Linked DNA regions of Anser cygnoides: region 1 is linked to region 2. A link is a contact called in public Hi-C data. All regions are on one chromosome and are shown on one strand. Each heading gives the region's core, a stretch centred on a gene start, on an enhancer-like site or on the middle of the called end of the contact. The rest is flanking DNA. Distances are from core to core; before and after follow the strand shown. Region 1 overlaps LOC106044615 (a long non-coding RNA gene). Region 2 holds the start of FAAP20 (FA core complex associated protein 20).

Region 1 (4,377 bases), core at 1,674-4,173, 170 kb before region 2:
TTGAGCCTTAAACCTATCACTTTCCACAGACTGCAAAATTCCTAACTTTGTATTCAGGCCAGTGCCGTTTTGTGAATAAAGTGCCACACTTTATGTGGGAGGAAGAAGACAGAAAAAATGTTGTGGCAGGTGGTTTAAAATAAATAAGAATAAAACAAGCTGTGTTTGAAACTGCTCAGAGCTTTGAAATGTTTGAAGCAGTGTCTGCAAACCAGGGTTGCTGTGGAGAACACTTGTGAGAAGGTCAGTTGCAATTATCATATGGTTTTGCAATTTTTTTGCCTGGATATTATTACCAACAACACAGTGTGTGTGCATTTACATCCTAGGAGATGCACAAACTAGCCTCTAAATACCATACCAAGACTCTAATTGTAAATCCAGATATAGGGTACATATCATGGACCTGCATGTTAAATATAATGCACCCGAGACTAGAATTTGGCCTTCAAGCTGTAGTTTTACTTAAGTTTTGCTCTGCTTGGATTATAATTTTAGTAATGTGAATAAGAAACTGTGCAGATGCTAACCAGATGTTAATATCAAACTGTAGTTCAGCATGTTTCCATGTCATAACTACAGTGTTACTATGGTGATAACAGATTCACTAGAGGTTTCATTTAATAAAGCAGGATTGCATGTTATATCTGTACAGTTACCATAGTTTTAGTCAAACAATTGTGCTTCTTTTCACTGAATTGATGGTGTTGCCACTGAGTTTAGTCTCCCTTGTAAATCTATTTTTTGGGGGGATAAATTTGCTACATAAGCATGTTCTAGTATATTGCTTTAAATGACCTCTATTCTTTTCTATGGCAAAAAAAAAAAAAAGTTTTGAGTATGAAACTGAAGCTTATACTTCTTTTTTATTCTGCATTTGACTTCAAATTTAATGACATTTGGGCTAACTGCCCAAGACTTCCAAGGAAAGCCTAAGAAGTTGGAATAAGCAAAGAATCTACACTGTCTTTCACATGAAGTCACCTGTATTTGCAAGTGGCAAAAAAAGGATATTCAGTTTTATTGACACTCATCCAAGAAGCCAAGTAAAAGGACTGGCATATTATTACTTTAAGCTAACAAAATGCAGTCTGATAGATATTTAGGGCCAAATTCTGTTCTATATCCTGCAGTTACCAGCTCAATAGATTTGTGCTGTCGGTCTGAATGCACACCAGAAGAACTGCCTATACTTTGTTCTTGCATTTTTTTTCTCATCTTCCTTGCCTTGCACCTTGTCTAATCGCTTACAGATCCACAGGCCAGCTACCATTACTGTGAGAAAATGCTCGAGTTTTCACTTGCAGCACTCAGTACGAGACACAGGCAAGTTAGGTCCAAAATGAGTCCGTTTCATCCCTGGTCTCAGTCCAAGTCCTATTCCTTTTCTAAGAAGCAGAAAGCTTTGTAGCTTTTTGTGGTGCTGGATATTCTTAACCCTCTGTAGCTCCATTTACATTGATGTGGTTGCACAAAACTGAGGGCAGTGTGTAGGTCAGAGCTGGGAACTCATCTCTTTTCTATGAGACCAAGAGGAGCTTTTGGCTTCTTTATGTCTTAATAATAGAAGTAATAATAACAATAATTAATAACTATAATGATAGTGATAACCTTCCAGCTGAACATGTGCAATTTGTATTGCCTCAGCATTATTCCCAGGCAGAGCTTCATTGATATTCAGAGCGCTGCCATGTCTGTCACTGCTCTGTGCACTTTGGGTCTGGAATCCTTGGGGAGCCTCACAGCTGTCAAATTGACTTCCATCATTTCTCTCAGAGCCGAGAGACAAATTATCCAGCCAGCCATCAGACCAGGCTTCACAATCGAACTTGCAATCTCTAAGTGATAAAACGCTGCGTCCCACTTCAAACAAATAGTTCGGCCTCTGAAGAGGGGGAGAAGGGCTGGGGCTACTGATGCTGTTTGTTTGTCAGTGTCCCTTCTTTATTCTGTGGAAGCTTTACTAATAAATAAAAAGGTATTCATGGTCTAATGATCTGGCAGGCAGCGGAGCCGACATATGCCAGTGAGTCACTCAGAACCCCACTGGGGGCTGCTGACACTCGAAATGCACACTGCGGGGACGGCCGTGTTCAACAGCTTAGCCCTGACCGCAGCAAGACAAAACAAATCCCAGTCAAGGGGCTGGGGCAGTGAACTGCACTGGAAGGATTTTCCCTGCTTTTCACTTGTTCTGACTGCACGAGGGTTTTTAGTCCTTTGAAAGCTGTTAGGGGAGAGCCTCAGTGCCGGGACCTGTGCCAGAGACGAGGCCTGACGTGAGACCTCTTGTCAGGGCACCACCCTGCAGTTGGGCCGCGCACCAAGGCCGAGCTGCTCTGCTTCCTGCATCCATTTGGGTTGGGAAGTGGCAGGTGCTTAAAATGGCGGTGGGACGTTTCCGCGGCACTGCCACCGGCTCCTCAGTGCGGAACAACGCGGCCGCGGGGTGGCGGCGGCCGCAGCGGGAGCCACAAGCGGGGCCCGGCCCCGTCCCTCCCCCGGGGCCTCGAGGGGCGATGCCGCCGGGGGCTCCGCGGGGCCGGGACACGGCGGCGCTGCCTCAGCCCGCCCGCGGCTCCCTCAGCGCCGGGCCGCGGAGCCGCCCGCCAGGGGGCGCCGAGGCCCGGCCCCGTCCCTCCGCGCCCGTGGCGGGGCCCCGGGGCTGAGGCACCTCGGCGGGGCCCCGGCCCGTCGCCCTGCCGCCATCTCGCTGAGGGGAATCCCCCGCAGCCCCCGGCGGGGAGCGAGGTCCCCGCGTGTGGCGGGGCTCGAAAAGGCGGCGGCGGGGCCTCTTCCTTCCCCTTCTTCCTTCCCCTTCCCCCCTTCCCCGCCCTCGCCCCGCAGCGGGAGGCGTCGGAGCGGTGACATTTCTTGGCTAACGGGGGTGTCGGCTCGCTGCTGCCGAGGGGATGGAAGAAAGGCCGCAGCTGTTTGGAAGCTGGTTGTGCACGGGGAGCTGTGTGACAAGGAAGTAGCGGAGCCGCCACAAAGGCCCTTCCCTAGAAGGAAGCCTGGGTTGTGCTTGGTTTGGCTCTGAGAGCAGAGAAGCTGCCTGCAAGGAAGGAACTTCCTACTCTGAAAAGTTGCCATGCGGTGCCAGGTTGAAAGGGAACACCCATGAAATGCCCACGGCTCACTTGCCCAGTGCTGTCCCCGCAGACAGGCCGCGTGCTGGGAGCCGGCTGAGGACAGTACCTGACCCACTCCTCCTTGGGGCAGAGCGTGCGAGGGCTTTGTCAGGAGGTGAATCAACAGGTGAGATTGACTGGAGCACACTGTTAGAATCTGCATTTGGGTTGTAGAGAAGGAGACGGCAGTTCGGTTCCCACCAGTATCCCTGCCTGACACTGAGGTTGCCAACGTACTTGAAGATGAGACAGGTACTCTAATGCACGGCATGCCTCTCAGTTTGTCGTTTGAACTAAGCATGTGGATGTTCAATCTTTCCAGCAAGCTATCCAGCATAAATCCCCCATGTCCTTATCCCCCTCATTCTCATAGGTCTTTCCTAGATGTTCAGGTTCCAGAAGAACAGGCACCTCTAAATCCGCCACAGCACATTGCTGGGAGAAGACGGTGACATCTGTTTATTTTAAAGCAGCAGAACTCCTGGGGACAGCAGTAGATGCCATGGAGCAAGCTGCCTTTATCCATGGATTGTGCTTTTCCCCAGATCATGTCTGGGGTCAAGAGTTGACCTGGAATTTAAAAGTCTGGGAGAAAACAGCACTTGATGGTGCCATTTTGATTTCTTGGTGATCTCTTACAGTCTTTCATTAATCTTTTCCCTGTTCTCTAAAACCAAATTAATGTAGTTCTTTCAAATTCAGCACTTTATTTAGATTCTTGACACTCTTAAGTAGCTGCTTTTAAGGGCTTCTTTCCATTCCGGTTAAAAGTTATACTTCTGCATCATAAAGAAACAAATTGTCAGCACATCTATTTCGTTGTGGACACATGACCATAGCACATTCACTGGTTGCTTGCAAGCTGCCGGCTGGAGGTCAGTTAGACCTGGAAAGCCATAAAGAATGAGGATCTGACTTTGTAGCGATCCAGCACGTTTTTGTATGATGCCATTGCTGGTATAATCAGCAGTGTCTGGGTGAAGCTGCAAGCAGGATTTATAGTTCCCTGATGAGGATTTTTCCTCTGCTCTTGCACAGTAGCCTGCACCTACAAAAAGCTCAAGGTTCATGAAACTTTCAAGTCCAAGTTTCCTGACAGTCTTGATGATTTGCTCATTTTGTGTTTGGGATTGATTGCTGTCTATCTGTGGTTTTGTATGCATTATATGGTTATGTTTTGAAAATGCCCAGAGTCTGTGATAAAATACTTCGCATTTTAAATCTGACATAAGTATGCTGGAAGTTA
Region 2 (3,766 bases), core at 823-3,322:
AGCGTGTGCAGCTTGATGAGGCTCTACAGGGAGTAGATAACTACACATGCTGGCACTCCATTTACAAGGAAATCCCTAAAGATAATCTGTAGAAGCATTCTAGCCTCCAAAAGCTCAAATCCTTTGACCATTGGCTAAAACCCAGTCAAGGCTGCTGATGATAAAGACTACTCTTTGCATTTTTATGAGAAATTTTTTCTAAGATTGCAAAACATTATCATTATTAAATTCAGCAAGACCCAAAATCAAGTGAGAAGCAATTGGATTTCCATGTCAGAGGAGGAAACAATAGAAATGATCTTGTCCAACATGGCAGAACCGAGAACAGGTCCTGTTCTACACTTCACCTTCCTGCTACAGTAAGTACATTATTAATTCTGAACAGATGCAGAGTAAAAATACTGAGTACAGACAATGGACAGACATTTCTAGAACACTAGTTTAATATCTACAGTAGTTACAGCAACAGATAGAACAAGAATGACAACATTAATTAATGTGCCTGCCTTCAAAGGCTGTAATAGGTATGTATTAAACAGACAACAATTAAAAAATCTTACTGTACCAAGTTTTTGGTCAAATCCACAAAATAATCAAAAACTACAAGCTACAGTTGCTACGGATGCAAGTTTTTTTTTTTTTCTTTTGCTTTTACAATCATTGGCTACAGTAATAATTTTCACTGTTCGTTTTATTATATTCTTTCACTTGTGGCCCTTTTTGTACAATAACCGATTTTTTAGTCTCATCCATAATAAAGCTTTTGCAAATGTTATAATGCATGAGTCATAGTACTAACAGTAACACACTGCAACACCTTCAGCATGAAAAACAGACAACACTTCGGATGTCTCTTTTTGGAAAAGTCACATCTAACAGAACAAACCTGTTAGTACAATGCATGATTTAGGAGCAGAGGCCGTCAAACTAGCATGCATGGGGTCGTAAGATGTATAAAACACTAACACAAACATCTCAGGAGCAAGGGAAGAAACCCTGTGGCTTAAGCAATCCTTAGCATAGATACACACACCTAGAAATATGTACAAATCCCTGCAGAAATGAGCTCAGTCAAAAAAAAAAAAAAAGCTTTCACTGCCCCTCAGATTTTTTTAAAGCAAGGTTTCCATATTGTTTGCTGCCGCCAAGTGGCGATTATCAGTGGTGTGACGTGAATTACAGCACAGTCACCAAGGCCAGCAAGTAAAAGCAAAACAAAACAAAATATTTTTTGTTTTGTCTTCTTCAATTAGGATCTGCTGTTGTGAAATCAGATCTGAACTCTCCCTCCGTTATGGAAAAGGAACGTGGCCTTATCTGGGCCTAGGAAGTTTTACAAAAAAGATTGCTGTGTACCTGCTCCCCCCTACAAGGGCCTACTATCAGAAAAACTGGGATGTTTGTTTCCTCATACTACAATTATTCTCATAACGATCATGAAGAATTTAATCAGCAGTTACTTTCTGACCCTTTTACCTGTTGGGGAACGGAGAAAGGCGCTGACAGACTACTCCCTGCCGGCTGCATTCCGAAAGGCTCCAGCCTGATTAGCGCGTCTATCAACTTCAAAAACTACCAGTTATGGCTCAGCTCTTACACGTGTTTTATTTCAAGTCATCCAGCGACATTCCTGCCAGAAAAGACAAGCAGCGTCACTTCTCCCGAAGGAACTAGATCAGAGACGCATTCCCAATCTACTTTACTTTTTGAATTAGCATATTTTGGCTTCAGCCACGTACCAACAGCTCTTTGGTGTCGGTACAACAATTATTTGATGGTGAGGAACACCGCCGAGCCCACAGCCATTTTGTGGGGCTCGTCCCAAGCCCCATTTCCCTCATTCCCGCCAGGCCTGAGCACGCTGCGTTCGCGGACGGGCCTCGTCCAGCGCCCCCCATCTCCAAAACACTACTCCCGTATAAAACTTAAGGTCTAAACCCAACACTAAAGAGCCGGACAAGCACCTCGCAGCTGCGGGTACTAGGAGCCGAGCCGGCCGCCTGTCACCTCAGGGCGGACCCCATGGCGGAGCGGGAGCGCTGAGGCGGTGCCTTCCCGCCCAGCACCGCCCCCTGACGGAGCGGGGAGGCCGGGCCGCGGCCATGGCTGAGGAAGGAGCCGCCAAACTGCGCCTCAAACCCAGGAAGGCGCCGGCAGCCTACAGCCGGGAGCCCAGCCCTGGCTTGGAGCCCCCCCGGCGGCGCCAGTGAGTCCGGGCGGGACGGGGAAAGGGCTCCTCAGGAGCGGGGACAGCGGGGGGGGGCGCGGAGCAGCGGGGCCGCCTCAGCCTCACGTCCCCGGCCGAGGGTCGAGCGCGGCCGCGCCCTCAGAGCACGCCGCGGTCGTGCCGCCAGCACGTTGCTGGTAGCGTGAAAAGTTACTTCATAAAACGCCGCCCGAAGTGTCCTAAAGAAAATTAAGTCGACTGCACTTCGTTAAAGTGCGCCGGGCCCTGTGCCTTCTGCACGTTCCTTGGCACCAAGCAGCACCCCCAAGTGTGGAGCCTGTGAGGAATGCTCGCTTATAAAAATTAATTTATTTATTTTTTCTTCAGAATAAGACTCACAGGGACCAGAAATATTTTTATGCATTTATTTATTTATTTTCCAGCCCTCTAGTAACGGAGGGTTGAGAAAAGGATTGAAGAGGTAGGGTTCAGGTCTTGTTCCAGCCTGTTAGGATGAGCAAGTGTGCAGTCAGCTTCGCCCCTTCCAAAAACAGGCTTCAAAAGGCTGCTCTCTCCTCTCTTTGATGGCTTGTAATAATTGTCTGTGGTTTCTTCATCGTGCAGCATCATTCCTGGACTGTGACCCACGAAAATGCAACGGTTGAAGTGGGAACACTGGAACTAGAATTCCCACATTGACAACCCATCCCTCTCTTCAGATTGGCTTTTATACAGCATTACTAACATAAAAACCTTTTTATGCTTGCTTTATAGTTAATCCTTTCTAATGCCTTCCTAGGAAGGATTAGATCAAGTTGTTTAGAAAGCTAATCAGTAATTTCAGAGTGCCACGTGGGAACAGCCAAGCACACAGAGGAACCAACGCGGTTTCCCTCCTCACTGCAAACACTCCATGATTTCTGTGCTCAGCTGGTGTCAAGTTCAGTCTTTGAGAAGAAAACACCGTGCCTACGCTTAACTATTTCACTTGGAAGTAAAGACTAATAAATGCCTATATCTCATTTGTTATAAGTAGAAAGTAAGGCTTTTAGATGTTCTTTTTAAAAATTGAGTGATACTGAAAGCTGTAATGGTTACATAAGTCATGGTAGACTATAAAATGAGTTGATGGGCTAAATAATTTGTGTTCTAGAAAAATCGTGCTGTAGGCTAGACAGAGGTTCCCTTGGTGAACAAATGGTATAATAAACAGCTATTTTTTTTCCTCTACAGGGAGCCTTGGCTCTCTTTTAGACTGAAAAGTCTGCGTTTGTGTACTTACTCTTACTGACAAATACTTTTTATGTACCTCTTGGTGGTTTGACATGTTAAAGTTGTCAAATATAATACTCATTTTAGCACATATAGTGCTACTTGATCAAGAGAAAATAGGTAAGAATGGAAATGTGTTGTGCAAATGGTAGAGTTACACCAATTTGCAGTCATAAAAATCTTAACATTGTGCTTAGCCATTAATGAAAGGGATCACCACACATAGCCATTGAGTTGGGCTGGAACTGGTTAATACACCATCAGCTACTGGAAATGTAACGTTAAAACTTCTGCCTTGATAAAGCAATATTCAAGAATAGCTATATC

The links. A called contact is a pair of places that touch in the nucleus more often than the background predicts.
Region 1: a contact with region 2 is called in a Hi-C map of liver, with 2.6 times the contacts expected there. The contact joins the enhancer-like site here to the promoter of FAAP20 in region 2. A contact is called at or near these places in 3 of 7 Hi-C or Micro-C datasets (granulosa cells and liver).

Annotation. Positions count from the first base shown.
Region 1 is chr23:6,637,452-6,641,828 of Taihu_goose_T2T_genome, reverse strand. All of the region lies in intron 11 of LOC106044615 (a long non-coding RNA gene), which reads left to right. Among named protein-coding and RNA genes, the nearest start is that of RER1, 110 kb to the left of the region's middle. Within about 2 kb of position 2,923, at least 2 of the 3 cell types and tissues checked have open chromatin away from gene starts, as enhancers often do. A contact at or near this core is called in liver, where this site is marked.
Region 2 is chr23:6,469,680-6,473,445 of Taihu_goose_T2T_genome, reverse strand. It overlaps FAAP20 (FA core complex associated protein 20), which reads left to right and starts at 2,072. Exons shown (of 4, transcript XM_048067550.2): 1 at 2,072-2,206. The coding sequence starts at 2,103. SKI (SKI proto-oncogene) reads right to left here and starts at 2,085. Exons shown (of 13, transcript XM_013194725.3): 1 at 1,965-2,085; 2 at 1,477-1,630.